Linked DNA regions of Sus scrofa: region 1 is linked to region 2. The links are chromatin contacts, called in public promoter capture Hi-C maps. All regions are on one chromosome and are shown on one strand. Each heading gives the region's core, a stretch centred on a gene start, on an enhancer-like site or on the middle of the called end of the contact. The rest is flanking DNA. Distances are from core to core; before and after follow the strand shown. Region 1 holds the start of LRRC61 (leucine-rich repeat-containing protein 61). Region 2 holds the start of ZNF862 (zinc finger protein 862).

Evidence for each region. Promoter capture Hi-C pulls out the DNA fragments that hold promoters and counts their contacts.
Region 1: a contact with region 2 is called in a promoter capture Hi-C map of liver, with 1.6 times the contacts expected there. The contact joins the promoter of LRRC61 here to the promoter of ZNF862 in region 2. A contact is called at or near these places in 1 of 5 promoter capture datasets (liver) and 1 of 47 Hi-C or Micro-C datasets (liver).

The regions. Positions count from the first base shown.
Region 1 is chr18:55,887,989-55,895,402 of Sscrofa11.1, reverse strand. It overlaps LRRC61 (leucine-rich repeat-containing protein 61), which reads right to left and starts at 5,745. Exons shown (of 4, transcript XM_021079112.1): 1 at 5,565-5,745; 2 at 3,287-3,456; 3 at 2,739-2,873. The coding sequence starts at 2,786. ZBED6CL (ZBED6 C-terminal-like protein) reads right to left here and starts at 5,743. Exons shown (of 4, transcript XM_021079108.1): 1 at 5,565-5,743; 2 at 3,287-3,456; 3 at 2,739-2,873; 4 at 1-986. The coding sequence starts at 949.
Region 2 is chr18:55,840,059-55,846,986 of Sscrofa11.1, reverse strand. ZNF862 (zinc finger protein 862) reads right to left here and starts at 4,017. Exons shown (of 9, transcript XM_021079105.1): 1 at 3,738-4,017.

The DNA.
Region 1 (7,414 bases), core at 4,496-6,995, 47 kb before region 2:
GGGATGGCCTGGGAGCCCAGCCCTCAGCCTCTGCCTGCATGGCTCTCATACACAGTGGCTTCTGGAGGCTTGGCTGGGGCAACTCCTCACCCCCGCCAGGAAGCAAGTGCCTCTTCTTCCACTTCTTGAGGTGATGCACCTCTCTGGCCAGATGGGCTATGAGGATGTCGGCCGGCCTGGCCACCTCATTCTCACCAAGCTGGCCCATCTCTGGTCCGTCTGGCCTGGCTGCCTCGCCCGGCCTGGCTGCCCCGCCCGGCACCTGCTTAGAGGAGGCCTGGCCAGAGCTGAGCACGGGGTGCCTTGACTTCCTTCCCGCCGGCTCCCCCACCTCTCGCCGTCCACGGGCCTTCTGCTTGGACCCCTTCTTCTCGGGCTGCACAGGAGGCTCCTGCCCAGGCACAGATTGAAGGCCACGGCGTCCAGAGTGTCTCTTTGCCTTTTTCTGCCCACGGCGGGCGTGGCAATGTGCGCAGGCAGCAGCTGGGCCAAGACCAGGCCTCTCCAGGGAGCAGGCTCCTCTCTTCTCACCATGGACATGCAGGCCCAGGGACCCTTCCTCCCCCAGGAAAGCCTGGTCAGGCGCGGGGCACAAGGAGCTGCCAGGGAGGGGGCGGGGCCTCTTCCTCTGCAGGGACAGGTCCCTCCCCCTCCGCTTTTGGGAGATGGAGGGTCCAGCCTTCCTGAAGCCACTGCTAGTCTGTTCCCCTACGTCTGCAAACTCAAGTTTGACCTCGGTCTCTGGCAGGTGCCCCGCAGCACCCCAGCCAAGTCCACAGGGGGTGTTGGTAGCTCTGGTGTTGAACTTGGAGCTGGGAGAAGGCAGGGGAGCAGCCGGGCTCCTGGCTCTGGTCACGGAGGGGTCAGCACACACAGGGGCCTCTCGCCCTGTAGATCCTGAGGGTGTCTGTTTCTTGGGGGTCTTTCTGACTTTTTCTACTTCTGACATGCTTGGGAGCTTGGGACAATGAGAAGTCGGGCCCGGGCTGTAAGGCAAGATGAAAAGAACGGCTCTCAGCCAGCTGCCTGCCCGACATGGGGATCTCGGAGGGGAAAGGGAGGCCAGAAAGGAAAGAGGAGAGCAGAGGACGTGAGGCGCAGTGACTGTGGGAAATCAATCCCAGGACAAAACTCTCCAGGGCCCAAGCTCCGTGCCGAAGCCTGGCGTTCACTCCTCCAGACCCAGTGGGGTAGCCCTGGACCGGAAGCCCCGGCCCTCTGCACACGAGTGGTTTCTGTGCCCATCTTTGCTCCACACTAACTGATGTTTCTCTTTTCTCTTGATGTTTATCCAGAACCTAGCAGGCCCTCGGCAATTTTCCTGTGTGACGATACAGCATGAATCAGGCGAGGCCCCTGCATGCACACAGCCCCCAGGCTAGCAGCAGACACAGACAGGAATAAAAACATACACTCAGGACAAGGAAAACGAGAGCACGCCCTGCACCCGGGGGCAGGGACACGACTGACGCACCAAAAGGTCTCCCCTGGAAGAGCCGCGGGGCCAGGCGCTGTCAGCCTGGCCAGCAGGGAGTGGGGGTGGCTGGCATCTGCCCCGTGCTCCTTGGCTTGGCACCTGCAGGGCCCCCTAAAGAGGTCATGTCACTCAGTACTGGGGAGCGATGCAGTCTGAGGCTTCCTAAGCCTCTGTCAGAGCCACCAGATGGAGCAGCGCCTGATGCCAGGGACTCAAGCCCCCAGCATTCCCCTCCCTTCGAAGCCTACTCCTCTCTGGCCCGGCCCCTACTGCCCTGCTCTGCCCTTGTCAAGGCCCATGGAGACCCTGGGGCATGCCTCGGCACACTGGCAGCACCTGCCCCCATCCTCCGTCTGCAACACTGTTGCTGGCGGCTCTGGGCATGTTTCTCAGCTTTCCTGTGACCTGTGACTCCTCTTCAGTCTCTGTTCTGGTCCCTCATCCTCTGCCTGCCCCTTCTTGGTGTCCCCTGGGTACCTGGTTTCTAGGCCTCATCTCACCCTCTCCATCCCCTCCACGGTCAGGGCCTCATTTACCTGCTGACCACTGCCAGCCCCTCTCAGCTGCCAACTCCCTCTCAAGCCTCTCCTCACCTGCTCTGCCTACAGTCGCCTCGTTCTAGGTAAGTGGGATGCCTCTTCACCCAGACGCTCAGACCCAAACCCAGGGACAACCCTCAACTCCTTCCCCTTGTTCACTTTCCTGGAGACGAAGTCAAATTCAGGGCCCTCAAAAGATAAGAGACATGAAGAAATCAAGAGAAATCCAGAAGAGAAACATGCGGAAAGAAGGAAATGAGAGGGAAGGAAAAGCCCAGCGAGCGAGGACGTCTCCCGAGGCAAGAGAGACTGGAAGAGGATCAGGCAGCTCCCAAGGAGCTGGGGAAGGAGCGCGTGTCCCCTCAGGCCAGAGCAAGACATGGCTTAAATGAGGAGATTTAAACCAGAGCGTTCTGACCCTGAGTGACATTACACATCGGAAGGGTCACCAGGGATGCAGGACAGCCTCCACTGGTGGCAGGCCCAGCTGGAGGCTCAAGGGAGACTTAGGAAGGCGGGCGGACACTGCGGAGCCCCTTCCAGCCAGAGCGGCCTCAGCAGAACCAAGAGGTAATCACCCAGGCCCATCCCTCGGTGGCCCAGTCAGCCACCACCAAACCGGGTGTCTGAGGCCCACAGGAGGAGGGGCTGGACCAAACAAAGTGCAAGACACTGTCCTGGCCTGAGGAAGGGCTCTAGGCTTCAAACCACAAAGGACTCACCTCTGCTCTGACTCTGACTGAAGAAACAGAAACCCAGGGTGGCCACATGCAGGTCAGCAGCACAGCGGAGCACCAGCGCTGGTGCAAGGCTTCATGGCTCCCAAGAACTGAAACCAGGCCCGTCCAATCTGCTCACTGGCGGGGCAGAGGAACAGAAAGCACATGGGAGTTAGGCTGCAACCTGGGTCGCACCAAAAGCCTTTGTCCGAGGACCGCTAGTTCATCCCAGGGCACTAGTCCTGTTCTGCTCCCCAACTAGCCTTGTGCCACCGGCCTGTCCACATCCTACAGGGACACTTGATCCAACTGACCATATAACAAAAATTCATCAAATACCTACCACGAGCCATCACTGTGCCCTAAAGGTACAAACACAGGACAGTAACTGCCTGGCTGGCACACAGGGCTTAGGGTAAGACAACTTGGAAATGGCTGCTGGCACCAGGGCAAGGCCAGCAGGGCAAGTGCCATGGAGCCAGGCCTCAGGCAGACCTGGAGGCAAATCTTGTCTATGGCACAGAGTTTAGACTGTCATAAGGGCCCCTTACCTCAGGCTGCTGCTTCAGGAACCTTAGCTCCTGAAAGGTCCCCAGGCATGCCTGGAATCTCGGGCAATTCCTGGCTCCCACAGTAAGGTCCCCCCTTCCTCTTCACTGATGCACATCAGGATGACAGCGAGGTGGACACGGTGCAGAGTCAGCCCTGGATGTACTGGAATCTAAAATGTAAAATTTAACAAGAAAATCAGCCACAAACTCCAGGACTTTGGTTATTAGTAAGAAACTGTTTGTGACATCTCTTTAACAGATGACACACACCTTTGAGGACAATGACAAGGCAGAGACACTGGGGCTGCACCCCTGGAGCCACAGTGGAGCCACACGAGGCAGACACAGCCTGGGCAGTAGATGGTGAGGAGGGACAGCCAGCCAGGCCGTGGGACCGGGCAGTCTGGAGAGCTGTGCAGGAGGCAGATGGTGCTGGGGCTGCGCCGTGGAGAAGGGCTCCAGACGGGCTCCCACCTAGCATGTTCGTTTCAGAGACAGCGATTTTGAGGTTATTCTGGAACAAATCTTCAGGAGTAGGTGTGACAGGTACAGACAGAGGCAGGGGACAGAAGTCTGAGCTAAAGATATAGATCCCTGTGAACGTTTCCAGAGAAACTGAGGGCACCCGCCTGAGGGAGAAGAGAGTGGAGCGTGGTGTCCAGACAGCACGGCTGCTGTGGGGAGGACAGAGGACAGGCAGACTCCACGGATGGCTGACAGGCAGAGGACAGGGACCCAGAAAGACTCAGGCCATGTTGGGGAAGCCAAGGGAAGGCTCATCAGGAAGGACAGACAACCCTACTTCAGCGGATGATGCAGATGGAAGCAGGAGCTACGCGACAAGAAGCAGGGGGTTTGGACACCTGTGATGGCAAAGGGTCACACTGTGGGACAGGAGGGAACAGGCTTGGCTCGGTCTCAACACGGAGAAAAGGTGCAGTGGGCCGAGAGGGAGGACTGATGGCAGGAGCTTCCTAGAGAGAGGACCCAGGGCACGAGGCGGGGGGGGGGGCTCATCCTTGGAAAAGAAGAAGAATCTTTTTTTTCTTTCTTTCTGATAAAGCAAAGGAGGACAACAGCCACAGTGGCAAGCAAGTCCTTGAGTGTGGGCAGGGGGTGGGCCCAAGGCAGTTACGTCCAGGAGCCTACAGATTCCCAAGGCGGAGCAAGGAGAGGCAGCAACTTGCTGGCTGAGCCTGATACGGGGGGGGGGGGCCCTCAGCACTGCTGTGGCTCCACAGATTAGATTTCCTTCAAACTACTTCTGCCAGGCCTTTTCCCAAGCACATGTCCAGAAGCGAAGGGGTCACTTTTCTAGTTCTCTTGGGCCTGCCTCACCCCCAGGGCCCCATGCGGAGCTCAGCCCACCCTGGGCATTCCAGAACTATGCCAGACCTTTCTCTGGAGTTTTCACTCTGCCCAGGTCTACCAGCCCCCTTGTCTCTCAGCCCTGGGAAGGCGGGGGAAGTGTCTGTCTACCTCTCAGATCCCAGGGGACTTCAAAGTCCTTAATGGGCCCTCAAGACCTGGGCTTCTCAAGTCCCCTGTCCCTGCCCCCATGGAGAGAAGGAAGGTGCTGAGGAAAAGGATGCAAGGACAGCAGTGAGTGGAAGGAAGGGAGTAGAGAGAATCACTACACATGCAAATTTGGATATTTGCAAATCCTAAGGGAGATGTTTTTGAATAATCAGGTAACATTAGATTTCACATTATGCAAAAGTGACATGAGACATTTTAAACTACACCCCAGCGGAACCCTTCGCTCTTTTCTGCGAGGTGCTCCCCATAATGGACTGAGAGCCTGAAATCCGGAGCCAGTCTATGTGAGTTTAAATCCGGCTGCTACCCACCAGCTGTGATCGTGCCCTAGTGTCTCGGTTTTCCCGTTTATACAACAGAGATAACGGCACCCACCTCACCGGCTTGAGGAGGATTAGGGGAGTTAATGCACGCATATTAACAGTGTCTGAGGGTAGTTCTTGCCACAGAGTGATGGGTATGAATCGCTGTCCAGCAGGTTCTGGCCTCACCTGTGGTTTCAGGCGCGGGGCTCTAGGCTAGGAGGGGGAACACCTGGACAGCTCAGGGCAAGCCGCCTCCGCCGCCCGCCACCCTCCCGGGCCAGGTCTGTGAAGTGAAACCACAACGCCCCACCCCGGCTTACTTCGAGCCGGGGAGACCTCAAGGCTCCCACCGCAGCCGACCGCGCCTCGGTGGCGGGTAGGAAGGAGCCGCCTCCTGCCGCCCGCTCCCACCCCCGCACCTCAGCGGGACCTACCAGGAGGCACCAAGGGCCCCACAGAGCCTGGGCGGAGAGCAGTCCAAGTTCCGGGGCGCAAGGGGTCCTTCCGGGAGCGACAGCCCGACGAGGCGCCGCGTCCCCCTCCGTCCAGCGGTTGGTATGTTTCTCTAGCCGGCGGGCAGCACCCAGTGCGCAGGCGTCCGCGGCCGGAAGAGGCGGTGTCACGTGGCCTCCTCCCCCGGAAGCTGCGCGCCTCTCTCAGTTCGCGCGAGATGCTTTCGCACTAGTTTTAATAGTGTCGGCTTAGCGGTTTGGCTTGGGGAGAATCGTAGGGGCTGTGGGCCTACGGTGAGCTAGTTTAACCTTCCTCCTCCGCTGGTCGCTCCCCAACGCCTCTTCCACCCTGGGCTCTCTGTGCCGCGGGACTTGGCCCGAGTGCACCTGGGACTAGTGCGCGCATGCGGATGGAAGGGACCACAGTAACGATAATGATCCATGTGTCGGAGTCTTTTTTTTTTTTGTCTTTTTGTCTTTTTTGTTGTTGTTGTTGTTGTTGCCATTTCTTGGGCCGCTCCCGCGGCATATGGAGGTTCCCAGGCTAGGAGTTGAATCGGAGCTGTAGCCACCGGCCTACGCCAGAGCCACAGCAACGCGGGATCCGAGCCGCGTCTGCAACCTACATCACAGCTCACGGCAACTCCGGATCGTTAACCCACTGAGCAAGTGCAGGGGTCGAACCCGCAACCTCATGGTTCCTAGTCGGATTCGTTAACCGCTGCGCCACGTGTCGGAGTCTTTAACCGCCTTGAAGGTTCACCCAGCATTTCATGACAACCATCCGGGGTGTCTCCTAGGGAAAATGCTGGGATATTGACTATGGCTACTAACAGACGTGGCTACTCTCGTCTATTATCAGTTTTGATCTGTGCTCAAAAGTCATTTTCTTTTTTTTCTTTTTTTTTAATCTGGCCGCGCTCATGGCATGTGGAAAGTTCCTGGACCAGGGATTAAACCCCGGTCACAGCAGCAAACCGACCCACACCAGCGACAATGCTGGATCCTTAACCCACTGTGCCGCCAGGGAACTCCTGCAAGTCATTTCTAGCGCTTCTTTTTTGAATTACCTGCTTGTCTCCTTTGTCATTTTCCTGTCTGTGTCATGAGTTGCAAATTGTTTATCCTGTTTGTCACTTAATCTTCTTTCTTTTTGCCTTTTATCAAACTTTGTTTTCATCACTGCTGGATTTATTTTTATCACCCTCTTAGTTAGACCTCCCCCATTACAAGATAATTTTTACAAATCCCCCTGTTTTCTGGTACATGTATAGTTTGCATTTGTTAAATCTCTGACCCATCTGGCATTTACTTTGTTGCTGCTGGGAGAGGTCCCAGCACTGTTCATTGCCTTTATTTATCTCTTCCTCATGGATTTGGGGTGCCATATTTGTCAACTTGGTTTTCTTTCCGGACTCTTCTTCCATTGATTTGTGTTTATTCATGTGTTGGCACCATCGCTTTCATTTCTGTAGCCTTTCATATTATGATTCCATAATATTTTAAAAAACCTGGGTGGGCTAGTGTCCCTGTCAATACTCTTTTTCAGAAATTTCCTGGTTATTTCTTACATGTTGATTTTCCCTGAGAACTTCAGATTCAGCAGATCTAATCTAGCACCCATCCCATCGTCTCCCCCCACTTCCCAAAAGCATGGCTGTTTTTATTGAGAAGACATGGCATTTATAGATTATTTTAAGGACATTTGACACAAAACATAGAAATACAGATACATACATAGGCCCCAGGTATTTTTCATGGCACTTATTTCCCAGGTCCTATCTCACAGGTCAAAACACTCAGGGTGCCTGGTGCATCCTTCTCCACAGGTG
Region 2 (6,928 bases), core at 2,768-5,267:
GAAATGCTTTCCCAATAAAAGAGATGGGCGCCTAACCCTGGTACCTCTCTTTTAATCAGTATTACGGTAACAGCCTTCTGATTCCAGTTGACTGCAATGTAAAGAAAACACAAAACTGCTGGAGTAAGAGGAATTATTTACCCACATGCTGAGCAAAGAATATCTATCTCTATTCTATCAGAGAACAGAACATCTCTGTTCTATTTGGTTTTTTGTTTGTTTTTTGTTTGTTTGTTTGGTTGGTTGGTTTTTGGGTTTTTTTGTCTTTTTGCCATTTCTTGGGCTGCTCCCACAGCACATGGAGGTTCCCAGGCTAGGGGTCGAATCAGAGCTGTAGCCACCAGCCTATGCCAAAGCCACAGCAACGCGGGATCCAAACCACGTCTGCAAACTACACCACAGCTCACGGCATGCCAGATCCTTAACCCACTGAGCAAGGCCAGGGATCGAACCCACAACCTCATGGTTCCTAGTCAGACTCGTTAACCACTGAGCCACGTCGGGAACTCCTCTGTTCTATTTGACTGATTCCCATGGTCCATAAGGTAGAGCTCTGACTGCTCAGCCGAGCACCAAGTCCCCTAGATGGAACCTAACCTGCCTTCCTAACCCTAGCTCTAGATATTCTCCACCTGGAATCTGGACTCCAGCCAGATTAGTGTAACCAATCAATCAAAGGTGTCTTGTGCCTTTTCTTCCTCTACACACCTCATCTTTAGATCCCCTGACTCTGCTCCCTTTCTCCCACCCACTTAGCACCTACTCACTCATTAAGTTTCCCAGTCACACTTCAGCTCTTTTGCCAGGGATTCCCTGCTCACCTATCCACTCTTCTCCTTCCCTGAGCAAGGAATGCTTTAGATCCCTCACGGTGCCTAGTCCTCTGTTGTTTTCACCGTCACACTCCTCTCCCCACCACCACATTATACAGGAAATATTTCAGACACTTGACTGTTTCACTCAACATATATTTTGTTTGTTTCTATGGGCTTGGGGATCCTAAAATATAAAAGGCACTACCTCTATTTGTCAAGGAGATTAAAACCTATCAGGAGGTGACAGGCAATTATGAAGTAAGTGCAATAAAACTGGGTCTGGAGGAAAATGAGAAGGGAATGATCAGTTCAATCAGTTCCACGGGAAGAGGGGATAGAAAGCAGAGATGCTGAGGCAATAAAAATATACATAATAAATGCTCCTATATGGCAGCGCCAAAAATATCTGCCAGGGGGCTCGTGAGGTGTCAAGACTGCAGTGTTATTCAGAGCACCTCAGCCTTACAGCAGAAGGGCTCATGCAGAGATGCTATTTTGAGTCATTTATTTTGAAAAACACTTTCTGAGAACCTATTAAGTGCCAGATACTGCTCCATTATTCTACCTGGGGATGCAGCCCGGGAGTGAAATCAGCAAACATGTAAACAAATAAATAAATGTGAGAATTTTATATAGTGGTAAGGACTGTAAGAAAATAAAACAGAATAATGGGATTGAGCGATGGGGAAAAGTCTTTGACCTCCATCCATTACTCTGCCAATGACAGGCAAGATACCTCACACTCAATCCAACAGGTTAACAGATACCACAAAATAGCATCAAAGGAAGATCCTAATAATAGATCAGGCTACTACCTCAAGTGGACTCCTAGTGTCCCAGCTTTGAGTCAGAAAAAGTGATATTCAGAATGGAACTTTAAAATAGCACAGTATTCCCCTCAGGGTTTAGTTAATGTCACTCTTTTGCAATACATCTTACACTGCTAGTTTGTTTTGCAATCACTTTATTTCATCTGTAGATAACATTCTCATTCCCTCCATTAGAAAACTGATGCACCTGCAATTAAGATTAGAATCACAAGTGAAATTTCCAGTCTCCAGGGTTTGCAATTAGTGGCTACACTTAAAAAGGACATCAAATTTCTCCTCTACCTCCCAAAATATTTGTATTTCTCTCTTCTCCCATTAAAGGCTAAGAAAGCCTCCAAATGAACAGAATAGCTTGAGATCAACCTCCAATCACAAATTCCTTTTTTGGGGGGCGGGGGGAGCTGCCCCGTAGCACATGGAGTTCCTAAGCCAGGGATCAGATCTGAGCTGCAGTTTCTACCTATAGCAGCTACAGCAACAAAGGATCCTTTAACCCACTGTGGTGGGCTGGGCATCCAACCTGCATCCTGGTTCTGCAGAGACACCACCACATCCCATGCCACAGTGGAAACTACATTAATTCCTTCTCCCCCCCACTCACAGCGTGAGGTGGCTTGATGTGGGACCTCAGTTCTCAAACGGGGGATCGAACCCCGGCCACAGCAATGCAAGAGCTGAAATCCTAACCACTAGACCACCAGGGAATTCCCACTAATTCCAATTTTTGATGCCAACTGCTTAGAACCCTTCTTCCCCACTACATCTTGCTCTCACTCTGTCCAAAATCAGGTAGTCTAAAGTAATCTGAGGACATTACCTGAGGGTAAGGGCCATTTCCTTTACTCTTTTAGTATCCCCTAAAGGGCTTAACATGAGGCTGGCACACAGTCACCTTCAATCTTTAGTTAGCTTCTGCTGAGCTTTATTGTCTTGGACTCTTTACTCTGTAGGTTGTTTCATCTGGAAAACGCATCACTGTGGCTTGTGGGAAGGAGGGAATACGGAAAAGAGATTCTTAAGCAAGAACTTCTTTTGTAATTCAGAATCCTCCTGGTCCTTTCAGGAAAAACTATAGCATCACATTAACCTCATTACCCTTTCTTTCTTTTGTCTGTGGGACAATTCCAGGCTTATCCAAGTTATTGAAGGGAAAATTGCAGGAGGGCTCCTGGAGGAAACTGGTCATTTCATATTTATCCTTGTATTTCCAGCATCACCATCAACTGAAATCACTGATCGCAAATGTTTATTAAGATAATTTTTTTTTTTTTTTTAAGGAGAGACTCAATACACACTCAAAGATGTTTGTTCAGGACATTCCCTTTGTGCCAAAGAAACAATCCTCAAGAACTGGCAGTAAAAAACATCCAGAAAGATCTTAGTCCCAAAAGGCTGCCACTGTCACCAAGTCAAGTGACTGCAACCACACTGGTCTTTGCCGACACTGACTCCAAGCTCTGACAATCCTGCCAAACCCACTAACTCTACCTTCAAGCACTTTTCCACTCCGTTTCTTCCAACTCGCAGCTTCCTGCCCAAAGGCTGAAGCGAGTTTATGGAATGCTTCTAAACGATAATCAGATACTCCACGAAACAGATAAGCTAGAAACAATCCGCAAGAAATACGGCAGGCGCCTTGCCGTTTTCTTCTCAGCCCTTTCTTGGGAAGGGGGTCTAGGCAAGGCCACGCCCTCACTCTGCCTCTCGCTGATCCCTACCCCTGGCTCCCAGTGGGGTCTTATCCAGCCTCAAAGCCTTAAAACACACTGGCCCTCTGCAAAAGCGACGGTGGCATGGGAATACAGAAAGCGCACTTTCGTATCACTATACTGAGCAGGTCACCCACCCAGCATCAAAAGAGCGGCCACTCGGCAGAGAGCAGCCGCGGAGGGAGCGGGTGGAAGGCCCCGGGGACTCGCCCCGAGGCGGCCTCCAGACTGCAGAGGAAGCGGCGGGCGAGCGAGCGGGCGAGTCCTTCCCTGCAAGGCTGGCTCATCTGCGAAGACGCCGCCCGTACCGCCCGCTTCACCGGAGGCCAGATCAGGGATCTACGGGGGGGAGGCGGGCGGTCCCAGGGCCCTTCCAGGCCTACCTTCCCCGACTCTCTGGGCTCCATGGCCCCGCTTTCCGTGGCCGGTGCTGACCCCGCCACTGTCTCCAGGCCGCCCCTCCCCCCGCGGCCCGGTCTGAGGATGCCACCGCCGGGTCCACCTTGGGGACTGGGGCCCCCGGAGGGGAGGATGCCCTGGCGGGAGAGGAGCGCAGCCCGGAACCCTGTCCCGCGTCCGGGGGGTGCCGTGGCGCTGGCTTAGCCCAGAGAGGCGCGCAGCGGGCACTTGCGTCGCGCTGAGCGAGCGGCTTTACGGCAGCCACCTAGCGGAGGCGGCAGGGCATCATGGGAAGAGCAGTCCAGGCTTGGTAAGGGGCTCTCAAAGCTGCTATTGGCTCCGGACCTACGGGGACCTGATTGGACGCGGAACCGCTCACTGTCTTTCTGAGACGGTTACTAGGAAACGCTCTCCCAGGCCCTGCAGTCAGGGCAAAGTACCCTGATTGGGTTTGTCCTTTGCACTTTTGGGGCCAATCTCAACCTTGAAGATCCAGACTTTATATAATCAAGGAGGGAAATGCCTTGCCTTACATTCATTCAAAAAGCATCGCTGGTTGCCTACCATGTGCCAGAGGCTGTGCAAGATTTGGGAATATGCAGTTGAATGAAACGCAACCTTTGCCTTCAAGGATTTCATAGTCTATGGGGAAAACAGATCAGAAACATAACTTCAAAATAAAGAGGGAGTTCCCGTCGTGGCGCAGTGGTTAACGAATCCGACTAGGAACCATGAGGTTGCAGGTTCGGTCCCTGCCCTGCTCAGTGGGTTAAGGATCCGGCGTTGCCGTGAGCTGTGGTGTAGGTTGCAGACGCGGCTCGGCTCCCGCGTTGCTGTGGCTCTGGCGTAGGCCGGAGACTACAGCTCCGATTGGACCCCTAGCCTGGGAACCTCCATATGCCGCGGGAGCGGCCCAAGAAATAGCAAAAAAAAAAAAAAAAAAAAAGACAAAAAAATAAAAAAATAAAAAATAAATAAAGAGAAATTTACTTTCTCACAGTTCCGGAGACTAGAAGTCAGGTCATCATGCCAACATGGTTGGTTTCTAGTGAGACCCCTCTTCCTGGCTTGTAGTTGGCCACTGGCTCCCTGTGTGTTGGCATGGCCTCTTTGTGTGTACTGATAGGTGTGGCATGATAGGGGTCCCACCTAGGGCCTCACCCAGAACAATTCAAGTTCTCATTGCTCCTGCCAGAACATCCCTTCCTGTGTCCCACTTTATCAACTAAAGAGCCTCTTTTCATCTCTCCCATGGGCCCTCTCCTCTTTGCTAGTAATTGTAGCTGGATGGGACTCTCACTTGTGGGGCGGTCTGAGGAATATGAAGGAGCAAAAAGTAATACACAAGGTCACTGGGCATTGGGGTGGAAGCATCCAGCCGTGCTTCTTCCCTCTCCACTCCATCCTGGAAGCAGAGCTGGAGACAAGGACTCAGTCCTGAAAAGTGACCCCGGAGAGCAGACCTTGGGACTTGAGAGAGTGAAGCAGGGAGAAGGAAAACCTGATGGAAGGGTGTGTTTTAGAGGTCACTGCTGTGGGCATTTGGGGCGGGCTTCTTTCCGCGTCTGAGAATCATACAGAATGCCCCGCGTAATAGTCTGTCTGAACAGTGGGGAACCAAGCATTCATCTGCCACTCCCATCCCCAGGAGTTGAGGGTCACCCCAAGAGGCATTAACCACATTCCATCCTCACACTTATACTTCAAGCTGTATTAGTGCAAAGGTCAAGTGGACAGTGTCTGTGGTCAGAAAAGCCCTGGGGCAGAAAGAAGAAGCAGCTTGAAAAGAAGATCTACAACAGCAAATCAGCACAGCACATGAAAAAAAAAATGCTCAGCATCATTAGTCATTAAGGAAATACAAAGCAAAACTGCAGTGAGACACCACTCCATACCCACTGAATGGCTGTTAAAAAAATAACAAGTGAGGGACAGGGTGCGGAGAAAAGAACCCTGGTTCTTTGTGGGTGGGGGTGAGGTGAGGGAGCTATAAAATGGTGCAGCCACTTTGGGGAACAGTTTGAAAGCTTCTTAAAAAATTAAACATAAACTTACCATAGGACCCAGCTGTTTCCATTCCTAGGCATGTTCCCAAGAGAAATGAAAACATGACCACTCAAGGACTTGTATAGAAATGTTCGTAGCAGCTTTATTCATAATAGACAGAAAAACAAGTACTCAAATGTTCATCAGTTGGTGAATGGGTAGACAAAATGTGAATCACTCTTCAGCAATAAAAAGGAACAAGCTGCTGATATATGGATAATATGGATGGGTGAAAGGAAAATCAAAATGGAGTCAGTATTGCTAAGAGAGCTCTCTACAGCCAGGAGGCCATTAAGGAAGTGTGACTTATGCAGGTCTCAGCCCAGATAGAATCTGACCTTATGACCTGATGAAGTTGTCCGGAACACCTGCCAGAAACCTAAGATACTTATCAGACCCTTAGCCTAAAAAAACTTATGATAATTTATTTACTTCTTGGACCTGTGGACAAAACAACATTGCCTGCCATTTCTGTAAACAAGGAATGTTGGCTGCCATCATGTCATCAGCCCCTGTAGCCACACCCTGATGATGCACCAAGAGGGGACTTCAGGATGGAGAAAAACAGGATACTGGCCCTAGATGGTTAAGATACTATCTAAGGAATAATTTCAGTGAGCACAGACTCTGGCATAGAAAAGCCTTAAAATCATCAACTTGAAGTGTCTGTCTGTTTTTTGTGATTATCTGTAATCTTTTTTTTTTTTTTTTTTTTTTTTTGCCACACCTGCAGGAGGTGGAAGTTCCAGGACCAGGGATCAAAACTTTGCCGCAGGAGTGACAACACTGGACCCTTCACCCACTGTGCCACCAGGGAACTCCCCTCTGTAATCTTTGGATGTTGACCCTCATGTGCTTCCCCCCCCCCAAAAACGCCTATCCATCCTTGCTTCTCCACTACTTCTCCACTACCCCTTTGGAACAGTTCCTCAGAGCTGTCTTAGAGGCTGTCTCCTGGGCAATAGTCCTTAGTAAGGCCCTCAAATACAATGTAACTCATAGCTTTTAGGTTGTATGGTTTTCTTCATTCAACAGAACTCTTCTCTAAAACAACTGATTCTTTACAAATATTTTCTAACTCACATCAGAGTCACTCTCAAGTCTCTCCAACCAACTTTTAGGACCCCAT